2 separate regions of the Mus musculus genome follow, and region 2 is linked to region 1. Evidence: chromatin contacts called from public HiChIP or PLAC-seq data. All regions are on one chromosome and are shown on one strand. The core of a region is the stretch at or near the end of the contact, and the rest is flanking DNA. Distances in the headings are between cores, read along the strand shown.

The links. HiChIP or PLAC-seq counts read pairs in DNA pulled down with a chosen protein or histone mark.
Region 2: a FOXA1 HiChIP or PLAC-seq map of pancreatic cancer cells shows a contact between it and region 1. The contact joins two enhancer-like sites. A contact is called at or near these places in 1 of 484 Hi-C or Micro-C datasets (nephron progenitors), 4 of 115 datasets of contacts at active chromatin or transcription factors (bone marrow-derived macrophages, neural tube, pancreatic cancer cells and 1 more) and 1 of 9 other capture datasets (liver).

Annotation. Positions count from the first base shown.
Region 1 is chr8:119,710,695-119,714,069 of GRCm38.p6, reverse strand. All of the region lies in intron 1 of Atp2c2 (ATPase, Ca++ transporting, type 2C, member 2), which reads right to left. Among named protein-coding and RNA genes, the nearest start is that of Atp2c2, 12 kb to the right of the region's middle. Within about 2 kb of position 1,634, at least 82 of the 459 cell types and tissues checked have an H3K27ac peak or open chromatin away from gene starts, as enhancers often do. A contact at or near this core is called in pancreatic cancer cells, where this site is marked.
Region 2 is chr8:119,883,961-119,887,335 of GRCm38.p6, reverse strand. No RefSeq gene overlaps it. Among named protein-coding and RNA genes, the nearest start is that of Klhl36, 23 kb to the right of the region's middle. Within about 2 kb of position 1,560, at least 101 of the 459 cell types and tissues checked have an H3K27ac peak or open chromatin away from gene starts, as enhancers often do. A contact at or near this core is called in pancreatic cancer cells, where this site is marked.

The DNA of each region.
Region 1 (3,375 bases), core at 385-2,884:
CCCATACAAAACACGGAGGAAAAGAAGGTGGAAGGAAAATGCTTCTGCCAGAATCCACCAGTCAGTGGGGACTCTAGTGGCCTTTGAATTTGGGAACCTGGTAGCTAAAGGCAGGGACAATGTGGAGTGGTTTTGTGCTTTTGTGAGTCCTGAACTACGTGTAAGAGTTACTGATTCAAAGTGGGAGGCAGTCTTGCCTTGCCTGGGGGCGGGAATAGACAGAGGGGCAGCTGCTTCCCCAGAAAGAAAGGCTGAGAGACCATAAGACCCAGCTCTCTAGGGAAAGGGGCTTATGAGAAAAAGCTCCCATTCTTCCCCAGCCAGCCCCGAGGGTATGCTGCAGGGCAGAGAGCAGTTCTTGAAGAGCCTCAGGTCCTACGCACCCTGAGAGGCAGGTCTCCTGAGAGGCAGGTCTCCTGAGAGGCAGGTCTCCTGAGAGGCAGGTCTCCTAGCAGGCAGGTCTCCTGACATAGTGTACGTGTGGTAGAGAAAGGAAAGGGACAGATTTTGCAAGCGAGTCCAGTAGGGCCCGGTGCTTTTTAGTATCAAGTGGGAAAAATTCCTCAAGGCAACAACCCAGGGAGCTGTGGCTAGACTGGAGGCTGCTTGCTCAGGATTCAAATTCTGGTTCCCCACCTGCCCACTGGGCCTCCTTCAGCAAAGCCCATGGCTTTCTTAAATCCTGGTGAGCCACCCTGTGGTATGAACTCAGTAAGAGCATACAGCCGAGACTGCCGAGAGACAGCCCCAGCTGCAGCCTAAGGTCAAGGCGGACAACGAGCTCCTGCCTGGGCTGCAGTGGTGTCTAGAGTATGCATGTGCATGCATGTATTTGCATGCATGCAGGTATGTGTGCACTTATGCGTGTGTGTGTGTGAGTGTATGTATGTGGATGTGTATGCACCTGTAAGCATGTGGAGGGGTGCGTGTGCGTGTGTGCATGTGTGTGTGTGTGTGTGTGTGTGTGTGTGTATGAGGCAAGGCCTAAAGGAGAATTCAGCTCTCAGTAAGACACATCATGACCCACCATGTGTGCTGTTCAAGAGGGACAGCATTGCCAGGGACCAGGGGACACAGCTGGGCTGAGTGGCAGCCAAAGTAATTGGAAACCAACACATAGCTGTCAAGGGAAGGAGACCGCTCACACACAGGTAAACCATGTGATTCAGAAATAGCCCTGTAACCAAGAAGTGCTCAGGGAGTGGACACGGGCTGTTTGGGATTTATGGGATTGAAATGTACGGGTGTATATATGCACAGACACAAGGCTGAGTATAGACAAACAGTGTGTGCATACACACACCCCCTTCATCCCATTAGCAAAGACAGAGAGATTTTTTTGTTTGTTTCTCAACCCAGAGGCCTAAGCAAAATGCACACCAGGATCTAAGAGACAAGGCTGCTTCTCGTGAGTCCAGCTTAGTATTTCTTCCCATTTCAACGGGCTCACCTGCTTCTGGGGAAGGCTAGAAGGACAAGGGGACCTTATGAAGGGTCTCTCACAAGCCAAAACTGGGCACCTAGAGCAAGCCGCAGTGAATACTGACAGCAGCAGACACGAACAGAGTCAAACCAGAATGCATGTGCTCACACATGTGGGGATGACTCAAGGGGCGGGGAGAAGAGGCGGCACAGGAAGTGGCTGAACAGTGGGATTGGGACATCACTCATCACGCTTTTCCTCGGGCAAGCATCACCCATGCAGGCCAGAGAGGGACACATCAGTCCTGGTTCAGGCTAGGAGCTGCCACCACCAGCAATGGGACACTCAGCATCACAAGGACACTGGGGACCTGGTAAAGGACTTGGAGCACAGCCATGAGGATCAGAGTTCAGTGCCCACCAGCATGCATGTAAAAGCCACACACAGCGGTACATGTCTGTAGTCCCAGTGCTGGGGGCGCAGAGGCAGACGATGCAGCAGAAACAGCGAGCTCCAAGTTCAGTGAGAAACTCAGTTTCAGAAAGTGGAATAGAGGAAACGCCCAACTCAAGGCTGACCTCAGCACACAGTGAGCACACACACACCCTCCACAAGGCCCTTTAGAGAGTAGACCTAATGTGTATCTGAGGAAACACCAGACCAGCCCAAATGGGGGGAATATTCCACAAAGTTATAAGCTTGGAATCTTTAAGATCTTCAGGGACCTCAGATGAGCATGGTAGCACACACTGTTAATACCAGCACTTGGGAGGCAGAGGCAGGTGGATGTCTGTGAATTGGAGGCCAGCCTGGTCTACAAAGAAAGTCCAGGACAGCCAGGGCTACACAGAGAAACCTTGACTTGAAAAACTAAAAAGTTCTACTGAGCTTGGAAGACAGCCAGGGACCTGAAAGATCAGGAAAACCAAGGAACCATTGCATATAGCAGGTGACAAGGAAGTTCCAGACCCCAGTGAGGCCACATGAATGTGCCCGAGGCTGAGTGGAGATACAGAGAGGACCATACAATCTTTATTGCAATTAAGAATAAACATCTTCAAGTGTTTAGGGTAATGGATCATCATGTAATTTGTGCCCAAATAGGGGTGGCAAGGGTGAAGGTGAGGTGGTCAGCATAGACATGTACTAACTATAAGTATCTGGATGAAGAACATTCAGTGTCTGTCTATTGGTCTCCAAACATGTCCCCCTTACGGCTGCAGACCCAGTTTGCATATTTACTGAGCACATCTGGTCCAGCACAGCTGCCAAGCCGGCGAGTACCGGCTTCCAAGTCTGTCCGAAAGGTTGGTGATTCGCAGTGACCACTTTGTTGAAGGGGGCAAGTGGTGTCCCAGGATCAGGAGGCCTGAGCACTGAGCCTACCTCCTGTTGGGCAGTGGTGCCACCTGTCCACCGCCCTGCCTCACAGACAGAGCCGGAAGCTCCAGGTCATCCACTCCTTCTGGGATCAGCTATACAAGGTGGGTTTCCTTAAGACCTGCTGTGACCTGCACAGCAGGAAGTAACAAGGCCTGAGCTGGGTCCAGGATGACAGGGAAGGCAACTCCAGGAAGCACCAAGCCTGTGTTCCTGGAAGCAGAGTCCCACCCTGGTTTCAGCTTCAGGCTCTACCGGCTGGTCGTGAGGCCACCTCTTCTGGAGACCAATAGATAAAGGTGGCTTTCCTCCAGCCCTGGGAAAAACTTGCCTGCCTCTTCCATTCAATGCCTAGGGCCTCCCTGTGGGCAGCATCAGACCCCTAACTTCAGTGAGGTTCCATCTCTGATCCCTGGTCTTGGGAGCCTTTGGTCCCAGGTCCCTGGCTGGAGCAGTGTTGAGGGCTGGGATTCATCTGGCCAGGAAGAGACAGGAAGAGTGACTGGCTTACTCACTCACTCACTCACACACAGTCCGTGTCCACGGGGCCAGTTGCATAAAACAGTTCGAAA
Region 2 (3,375 bases), core at 311-2,810, 170 kb before region 1:
CAGTGGCCAGAAGAGGGCATCAGATGATTGCCCTGGCTTTCCTGGTTCCTGATGGGATGGAATAGCTCCTGACATTAAATGGAAAGAGGGGGTTGTGGTGAGACCCAGGGCCAAAAGAACATGACAAATCCCAATAAAGCCAGGCATGGGGGCTGGAGAGTTGGCTCAGAAGCTAAGAACACTTGTTGTCGCAAAGGACCGGGGTTTGACTCTAGCACCCACATGAAGTCTCACCACTTCTCAAGCACTAGCACCAGCGTACAGACACACACAAACACAAAAAATTCATAAATTCATACGCTTAAGACAATAAAATTTAGAAGAAGAAGAAGGAGGAGGAGGAGGAAGAGGAGGAGGAGGAGGAGGAGAGGGAGAGAGAGAGGGAGAAGGAGAGGAGGAGGAGAGGAAGAGGAAGAGGGAGAAGAGGAGGAGGAGTAGGAGGAGAAGAAGGCAGTAGCAGCAGCAGCAGCAGCAGCAGCAGCAGCAGCAGCAGCAGCAGCAGCCAGGGGACTGGAGAGATGGCTCAACAGTTAAGTTCACTGACTGCTCTTCCAGAGGTCCTGAGTTCAAATGCCAGCAACCAGATGGTGGCTCACAACCATCTGTAACAGAATCCAGTGCCCTTTTCTGGTGTGTCTGAAGACAGCTGCAGTGTAGTCATATACATTAAATAAATAAATAAATAAATAAATAAATACATCTGTAAAAAAAAAAAAAAGAAAAAGAAAAAAAAGGCCAGGCAGGGGGCCAGAGAGATGGTTCAGTGGTTAACAGCTGTTGCTCTTCTGAAAAGACTTAAATTTCTAGGTTCCCAGCACCTGCTCCAGGGGAAATCTGAGGCCCTCTTCTGTCCTCTATGGGCACTGCACTCAAGCGCACACAATCACAGAAACACACAAAATACAAACAAACAAATAAAAGTATCTTAAGGCAGGGTGGTAGTGGCACACACCCTTTATCCCAGCTATCAGAAGACAGAAGTAGTTGGACCTCTGAGTTCCAGGCCAGCCTGGTCTACAGAGGGAGTTTCAGGACAGACAGGGCTACACGTAGAAACCCTGTCTCAAATAAACAAAAAATGAATGAATGAATGAATGAATGAATGAATGAATGAATAAAAAGAAAAATGTATGGTAGTCCACACCTGTGATCTCGGCACTTGGGAGGTTGAGGCTGGATGGCAGGGAGCTGGAGGTCTGTGGGGGCTAGCTACTGAATGAGTGGCTAGGCCATCCTGGGCTGGAGTTTTGTAAAACTGAAACCGGAGCTAGACTTTGAGCTGTGGGCAGGGGTGACGGACAGAGACTGGAGACCAGGTCTCTTGAATGCTAGCTGGGAGCACAAGAGCCTCAGAAGTCAGGACTGTATTTTTTAGCCCCTTTGGATGTCTGAAGAGCCTATGCAAGGGCTCAGGGGGATGAATCACAGGCAGAGGCAGCCTGATAAACTGGGAACAAAGCCAGAGCTTGTCGGAGCTTAGCTCAAAGGGCCTGGGCCAGACCCCAGGGCTTCCTGCTGTGTCAACAGGAAAGGGCAGCCAGAGCTGTCTTCCTCCCCAGACAGCAGGTGTGAGCTCCTGAGGTCACTGCAGCATCAAGCCAGGACTCGCCAGCTACCACAGCAGCCTGGGCTTACCTAATAGAAAGACTGGACTTTGATCGGAACAAACCAGGCATGGCTGTTGGCTGTTGGCTGGGTATCAAGGAAGGGCTGTGGGTCCAGAGAGGTTCCCTACGGCATGAAGGGCAGGGAGAGTGTCCCTAGCCCAAGCTGGTCCAGAACTGAGGACTGCAGCTCTACACGGCCATCTGGATGGACGAAAGGTGTCCTAAGGCAGCCATGCAAGCTCCTGTTTAAAATGTTATTTATTTATTTTGGGGGAGAGGCACAGGCCACACCATGTGCCTGTGGGGTTACAAGGACAACTTACACAGTTGTTTCTCTTGCCACCATGAGTTCCAGGGAGCAAACTTAGATTGATCCCTTAGGTTGGTGGCCCTTACCTTGAGCCATCTTGCTGGTCCCCTTGTTAGAAAGAAGTCTTTGGGGTCGGAAAGATGGCTCAGAAGGTAAGAGCACTGACTGCTCTTCCAGAGGACCCAGGTTCAATTCCCAGCACCCACATGGCAGCTCACACCTGTGCGTAACTCTAGTTCCAGAGGATCCGACACCCTCACACAGACATGCAGGCAGGCAAAACACCAATGCACATGAAATTAAAAAAATAAAATAAAATAAATATTTCAAAAAAAATCTCAAGTCCTGGCTTGCAACCTATAGCTCTTTGGAGCCAACAGGATGAGGAGAATCGGGTGTGATTTTGCTTTAATTAGCTTAGTTCTGTAAATGGCCTTTTGAGAGATAATTCACACGCTATTTTTTCAAAAGATTTAATATATATATATATATTGATTGTAGCTGTCTTCAGACACACCAGAAAAGGGCGTCAGATCTCATTACAGATGGTTGTGAGCCACCATGTGTTTGCTGAGAATTGAACTCAGGACCTCTAGGAAGAGCAGTCAGTGCTCTTTACTGCTGAGTCATCTCTCCAGCCCAATTCATATGCTATTTAATGAACTCTTTAAGTGTATAACTTTGTGTGTGTGTGGGGGTGTGTGTGTGTGTGTTTCTCTGTGTAGCCCTGGCTGTCCTGGAGTTTGCTCTGTAGAGCAGGTTGGCTTTGAACTCAGATATCCACCTGCTGCTACTGCTGGATAATGGGATTAAAGACGTGTGCGCCACCATGCCTGGCTGTCAGCTGTCTGTGAGATAAGGGCCATGCTTGAGTCAACCTCTTTCCCATTGCTAGGCAATATCGGAATTCCCTGCTTGTGGCTTTAGCACCACCATCCAGCCAGAAACGGCACCATAATCCCTATATTGTGATATCTTAAGTGTACATCAGGGCTACCTGGAATCATGTTAAAACAGTTTGCTGTGTTTTTAATTTAGTGGGTCTAGGTTAACACTGCTGGCCCATAGCCTGTAGAATGAGAAACACACTTTTTTTTTCTTTCTTTCTTTCTTTCTTTTTTTTTTGAGAACATGATTTTAATATTTTCAATTGTTTATATTCAACAAACAGAATAATTATTTTAAGATATATTTCATTGTTATGTCTCCCTTTATATTTCTGATTTTATTAATTTGGATACTGTCTCTGTGCCCTCTGGCTAGTCTGGCTAAGGGTTTATCTACCTTGTTGATTTTCTCAAAGAGCCAGCTCCTGGTTTTATTGATTGTTGAGTCTGTATATAGTTCTTTTTGTTTCTGTTTGGTTGATTTTAGCCCTGAGTTTGATTATTTCCTGCCCTCTACTCCTCTCGGGTGTATTTGCCTCCTTTTGAGAAACACACTTTTTTTTTTTTTTTT